2 separate regions of the Hordeum vulgare genome follow, and region 2 is linked to region 1. The links are chromatin contacts, called in public Hi-C maps. All regions are on one chromosome and are shown on one strand. Each heading gives the region's core, a stretch centred on a gene start, on an enhancer-like site or on the middle of the called end of the contact. The rest is flanking DNA. Distances are from core to core; before and after follow the strand shown.

Region 1 (2,888 bases), core at 141-2,640:
AACATCTCATATTAGGATCCTCAAACCTATACAAAAACATGCAAGATATGAAACATACGTACTACGTAAAACCTATCTACTCCTCATGGGAGATATCGATGATTTTCGTGCCCTCGTGTGGATAAATGGCCGCCTGCCACAACTCCGCCCCCTCTGGCTGCTCCGCTGCGGCCTCCTCGGCATCAATCTACGTGTTGAGCCCGTCGAAGAAGGCGTCGGCCTCCGCCTGCCTCTGCCGAATGAGCCGACACTTGGCCTCCACCTCGGTCTCATCCCAGATGAAATCTATGATGGCTTGTTGCTCCGCCATCTCCTCCGATCGGGCGACGGCGAACTCCTCCTCCGCCTCTGTCATCCTCAAGCCGGGAGCCTCCTCCTCCATGGCCCCCGGCTACTCCTCCTGCTGCTGCTCCTCCTCCTTCGTCTCCGGCGAGTCCGGAGGGAGACCCGCAACGATGCAGGTAGCGCGACAAGCCTGGATCTCCACCTTGATTTGAAAGCGTCGCTCCGGAGTGAACTGTGCGTACGTGGTGATGAGCCGCCCGGCCATCTTGACGGAGAGGGAACTGCGAGAGGAGGCGCATGGGCTCGGGTGGCGGCGGACAGAAGGAAGAGGCGGGTGAGCTAGGGCTGGGGGCGCCGTAAGCCGGCCTCGACCTTGGACGGGGAGCCGGAGCGATGTCACGCGGCGTTCACACTGCGCCTATGGTCGAGGACCCCGTCGGACCGTCGGGTTTCCCGACGAGTCCACGTGAGGTCAAGTCATCACACCGATTTGGCGGGCGTGCCCATATCCGCCCCATATCTGGGCTGGAAATGAGGGTGTACGTCAGCCCGAACGTTTGAGGTTGATTTGAAATGGTTGTTTGGGTCGATGTTTTGTGGGCACTGATCCAGCGAACTACCTGAATATTTGAAGAGTGTCTGAGGAGTCCGGGTGTAGATATTCTTAGTGGATCCGTGTGGGCTAAGGCCTTCCGTAATGGTAGTATCTTGGCACAATATCATAGGCAAAATGCTGACGTGGCACTATATTTATTTAGGAAAGAGGAGGTTGTTGTATCTTATTTAGGATACGGCTCTTGCACGGTATCATAGACAAAATAACTTGTTAGACCAATCACATATTAGTATGAGGTCAAAATCATTAAATACATGCTTACTAAGATACGACACTTAACATACAATACATTAGGATGGTTGTATCTAACGATCGTATACTACCTAGGATATCGCGCTAAGAGACAATGCATTACGGAAGGCCTAATAGTAAATCTTGTAGACACGATAGTAAATCTTGTAGACACGAGGTCAGGAAACCTGGCGCACAGTATCATGCGCACATCTGTACGCGCGGGCCACTAAATAGCAGACAACCTCGGTCGTGGGAGGGGCGGCACCCCATGTGAGTCCTTTCCGGATGTCATGTGCTGGATGGCCTCGCATCGCACGTAGTAGTCGTTGAGTCGCGCCCGGGAGGGATCCCCCGACCGTAGTAGGATCCACGTCGCGCCCGGGAGGGAAAAGCTTAATTTCATCCCCGCGCATCTGCGGCTGTGGTGCGGACGGACGGGGAGCGCGACAGGGAGCCGTCGGTGGCTCGCTGTCATCGCCAACGGTGGAATCCGTTCCTCGCGTCATCAAAGTCAAAGTTGTTAATTCCTTCCACGTACCGGGAGCCGGAGTGGTTTCCCCGTGGCTGGCTTTGGGATCAGAAGGTGCGCGCCATGCATGGACGCACGGCTACCTCATCATTCTGGTGCACGCACGCACGCACGGCACGGCACGGGGATGACCAACTGGTGCCTATTATTTCTCGTGTGCGCCGTCCCCATCGTAAAAAAGATTGATCTATCACAAATTGCCGTGTAGTGCTGAGACGTCCAACTTAAACATAGGGCCAATAGTTTTAGTTTACGATGATGGACGGGGTTTTGCTTTTCTTCTCGTCTGCTTTTGGCACGATCATTGATGCTGACTGCTTAGCTCTCATCGAAAATAAAAGGTTCATTTGACTTTCTGATTTTTTATGTATCCTTTATATAGTCTCGCGTCGCGATCTAGGGCTGGCAAGCACATCCCTAGACCCACATCATGTTATCCTAAACGAACATACATGATGAGGCTCAATATGCGTCAATCAATTGCTATTTGAACGTACATTCGTTATAGTATATGTGTTACCTTGTGATAAATCATGACCTGAATTATCTATTGCTCGTTGGGGGGGGGGGGGGGGGGGGGTACATACCAGCTTAGTGCATAACGCTATTATTAGGCATTTCCGTGATTAGCCAATCGAGTCCTCCTTTTAAGGCCTACCAACGAGCTAATTGAGCGAGCAGCATTGTCTGTGCTATATGAGGTAGCACCTTGCCACCAACGACGCCTTTAATTGGCACGAAGGAAAACCCCTTACTAATTTGAACACAAATTTGCGTCAAGGAAAAAAGGAAATCCGCATCGGGATGGTGACGAGGCGGCAAGCGGCAGCAGCGGCGACGGCGGTGATGGTGGTGATGATGATGGCGGCGGCGATGGAGCGTGCGGAGGCGGGGCAGAACTGTATATGCGAGTGCGTGAAGCTGTGTATGCGGACACACATCCCATCCTTGCAAGATTGCAAGGGCAAATGCCGAGAAACATCGTGCATCAAGAGCTGCGACATGGCCTGCATCAACAAGGGCTTCCCTAAGGAGCCCAGTGAGGGCATCCAGACCTGCGAGATCGAGCCGCTCTCCGCCGATGAGACACACATGCTGCATAGATGAAATCATCCGTCGGTTTCTGTTCCGTATGTACCATATGCAGTGTCAATGATGGTAGCATGTGCTCCTCGCGTCGATATGTGACAAATTTGTTAGGATATATTACACGTGCCTTGTCTA
Region 2 (3,194 bases), core at 169-2,668, 110 kb before region 1:
AAGTTTTGTTCACAAAATAACCTTATTTGCAGCTGGCGAGCTTGGAACCCCAACATTTAGCAGGCACCCTTTGAGGAAAGTTCCCTTCTCAATATCTGCCAAGGCAGCATGTATCAGTGGCAAACACAGCCCAGCTGCATCCTGGTAGTCATTGTCTTTGGTTTCATTCTTCTTCCTAGTTGCATATATCCACCATTCGTCATTAGCTTGTGTTACTGAGTGAACAAACAATACCAGGAATGATAGAGTAGATTTGAAACACAGTTTTAATGTGACTAATCGCATACCCACCAATTCAATGAGATTGCAATTGAAGGTACCCCACACATTAAGGCCTCTCTTGCAGCAGCAATGGCAGAAGAGTGGAACCTACACAGATTTGTAATCAATTGCATAACTAAAGTGAAAACAGACTATAAATGGCCCACTAGTGAAACAAGAGCATACATCTCATAGCCGCAGTTTGGCCCAGCATTGATACCGCTGATCACCTGCAAACCAAATGGAATCATCCTCAATGACAAAGGATAGTAAATCCACCTTCCCCCCTACACAAAGTTAACAAGCACAATACCAAAGCAGGTGCCGACCAAGAAAATAGCCTCCCAGATAATGCCAATGAGACAGAATCCACCGGCGTCCCTACATTAAGAGTCGTCATAATTAGCATAGAGCAAACTCACAATACCCAATCGATGAGGAATGGTATGATACAAATGGCACACAAATGGACGAAGAACCCTCACCTGATATCTCAAAAGCCTTCGCCCCTGCAAAATGGACGGATGTCGCGGACACGGTCTCCCGGATGGTAATGGAATGACCACAGACAGGCTTGTCCCTTCAAATTAACAAAATGTTGTGATTAAATTGCTTGAAGAACAACAGGGACAATGATTAATGATGGATTAGAGAGTTACAGCAGTTCACGGGGGAAAAAATCCAGCCAAAACGATGAATCTCAAGAGAGAAATGTAACGAGAAATCAGGAGGTTGGGCGCTCGGATTGGGGGACATACGATTCAGGGGCGCATACGTGGACGTCGCATCGGCCGCCCTTGACGAGGGCGTCGACGAGCGCCGCCAGACCCGGCGACTGGATCCCACCGGCGCAGGTCAGAAGGACGACGGGCTTAGCGGGCGCATCATCGGACGACCCATCCTCGGCCGCGGACGCCGCGGGAGCCGGGGTCTCGGCCGCGGCGTCCTCGGGCGGAGGCGGGCGGCGGGCGGCGAGGACGGACTGCAGATTGGACACGAGCGCCGAGGGGAGGGGGTTGGGCCTCCGGGACTCGTCGCCTGAGCTCGCGGCCATCGGTTTCGCCGGAGAGATGGACGGGCGTTGGGAGAGAGAGGGGGGAGGGGGGTACGGAGGGAGGAGGGGAGAGGCAAATGTTCCAGGCGAAGCGGAGGAAGAAAATGGAGTGGAATGGGGTGGGCGCGCATAGTTTATGGATTTATCCAGACCGGGCCCGCTCTACGTGTCGAGCGAGCCTCTTTTTGACCCGCACACATTTGAGAGGAAAGTCAAGTGCTGCCCAAGCAAAAGTGTGCCAAAATTGCTTTGTCAAATTGTCATCCACCATCTCCTATGCCTTCCTTCCTCCGAAATTATTTATCACTCAAGCATATTTAAACGAAGGAAGTATTTCTCAGTGTCTTTTTTGAGTCCATTATTGAAACAATGACAAGAATTATAGGACGAAGGGAGTAGTACATAATTAAACTGCTAGAAGAGCTTTGTCTCCACGTTTAGAATTGACAAAAGAAGTATGAGGAAATAAGCGAAAAAATAGTGAAAATATAATGAGACAAAGAGCACAAGAAAAGAGCTTTGTAAGCATGTTGCCAAGGGATGTGTTATATGTGATTCTTTCTGAATCTGATTTCCAACTCCTTTTTTATTGAAATTACTAAAATCCGTACGACGGGAAAATGGCAACAGGCCTGAATGACCCTGATCTCGTCCATTGTCGATCAGACAAGTGTTATTCTCTAGATAAATTTTGTAGTCGTTCTCATTTCAGTGTCTCTCTTAGGTGGGACTAACTGTGTTGTTCGTGTCGTCAATCGTGGTGGATGTTCTCCACTCATCCACCTGCACGATCTCACTAGCATTCATTCGGGACTGGTTGGTTCGATTTTGGGTAAACGCGCTTGCACTCCGCCATTGCTCTACCTCCTCTCTCATTCGGGGTGATTCGCGGCCGGGTCAAGGGCAGCTCGTTCTTCCGCGGTGAAAAGAGGCGGGAGTGCGGGGTTCATCTGCGATGGGTAACGACCAAGGTTGCCGATGAATTTTCCAGTGATTTCCTTTTCTGTGCGGTCCCTTCATCCCCTCTGTTCCTCGCATAATTCGGTAGTAGATGGGTCAGAACGATATTTATTGAGATTGATTTGTAGCAGAGGTAGGTTGAGGTGTGTTGGGTTCATCCCGTATTGGTTGGCGGCGGGGTGGTGTTGTGTAGTTTGAAGTGGAGATGGTTCAGAAACCCAAGTTCAATCCGGATTGGGTGAACATCGGGGTGGTGATGTTTGTTTACTCGGATAGGAATTTGAACCACATGCAATTCTTCCCCGATTTGTTGGTGGTTGTTGATTTTTGGTCCTCTTGCGATGTTGCAACCTATGGGTGCATATCTTTTTTGCACGATGATAGCATAGATAGCATGACAACCTCGATGGCGGCACGATGATGGAGATCATGGTGTGGCGCCGGTGACGATGAAGATCATGCCGGTGCTTTGGTGATGGAGATCAAGAAGCACAAGATCATGGCCATATCATGTCACTTATGAATTGCATGTGATGTTAATCCTTTTATGCACCTTATCTTTCTTAGAACGGCGGTAGCATTATAAGGTGACCCCTCACTAAAATTTCAAAGATAACATTGTGTTCTCCCCGACTGTGCACTGTTGCGACAGTTCGTCGTTTCGAAACACCACGTGATGATCGGGTGTGATAGACTCAACGTTCACATACAACGGGTGCAAAACAGTTGCACACGCGGAACACTCGGGTTAAACTTGACGAGCCTAGCATGTACAGACATGGCCTCGGAACACAAGAGACCGAAAGGTCGAGCATGAATCGTATGGTTGATATGATTAACATAGAGATGTTTACCAGTGAAACTATACTCAACTCACGTGATGATCGGACTTGAGTTAGTGGATTTGGATCATGCGCCA

The links. Hi-C and Micro-C count contacts between places; a contact is called where the count stands out from the background.
Region 2: a Hi-C map of leaf shows a contact between it and region 1, with 2.6 times the contacts expected there. The contact joins the promoter of LOC123444244 here to the enhancer-like site in region 1. A contact is called at or near these places in 4 of 6 Hi-C or Micro-C datasets (leaf and seedling) and 1 of 1 datasets of contacts at active chromatin or transcription factors (embryo).

Annotation. Positions count from the first base shown.
Region 1 is chr3H:457,944,878-457,947,765 of MorexV3_pseudomolecules_assembly, reverse strand. No RefSeq gene overlaps it. Among protein-coding and RNA genes, the nearest start is that of LOC123440161, 8.6 kb to the right of the region's middle. Within about 2 kb of position 1,390, at least 3 of the 3 cell types and tissues checked have open chromatin away from gene starts, as enhancers often do. A contact at or near this core is called in leaf and seedling, where this site is marked.
Region 2 is chr3H:458,058,981-458,062,174 of MorexV3_pseudomolecules_assembly, reverse strand. It overlaps LOC123444244 (5'-nucleotidase SurE), which reads right to left and starts at 1,418. Exons shown (of 10, transcript XM_045120908.1): 1 at 1,020-1,418; 2 at 747-841; 3 at 575-642; 4 at 448-491; 5 at 292-369; 6 at 22-175. The coding sequence starts at 1,315.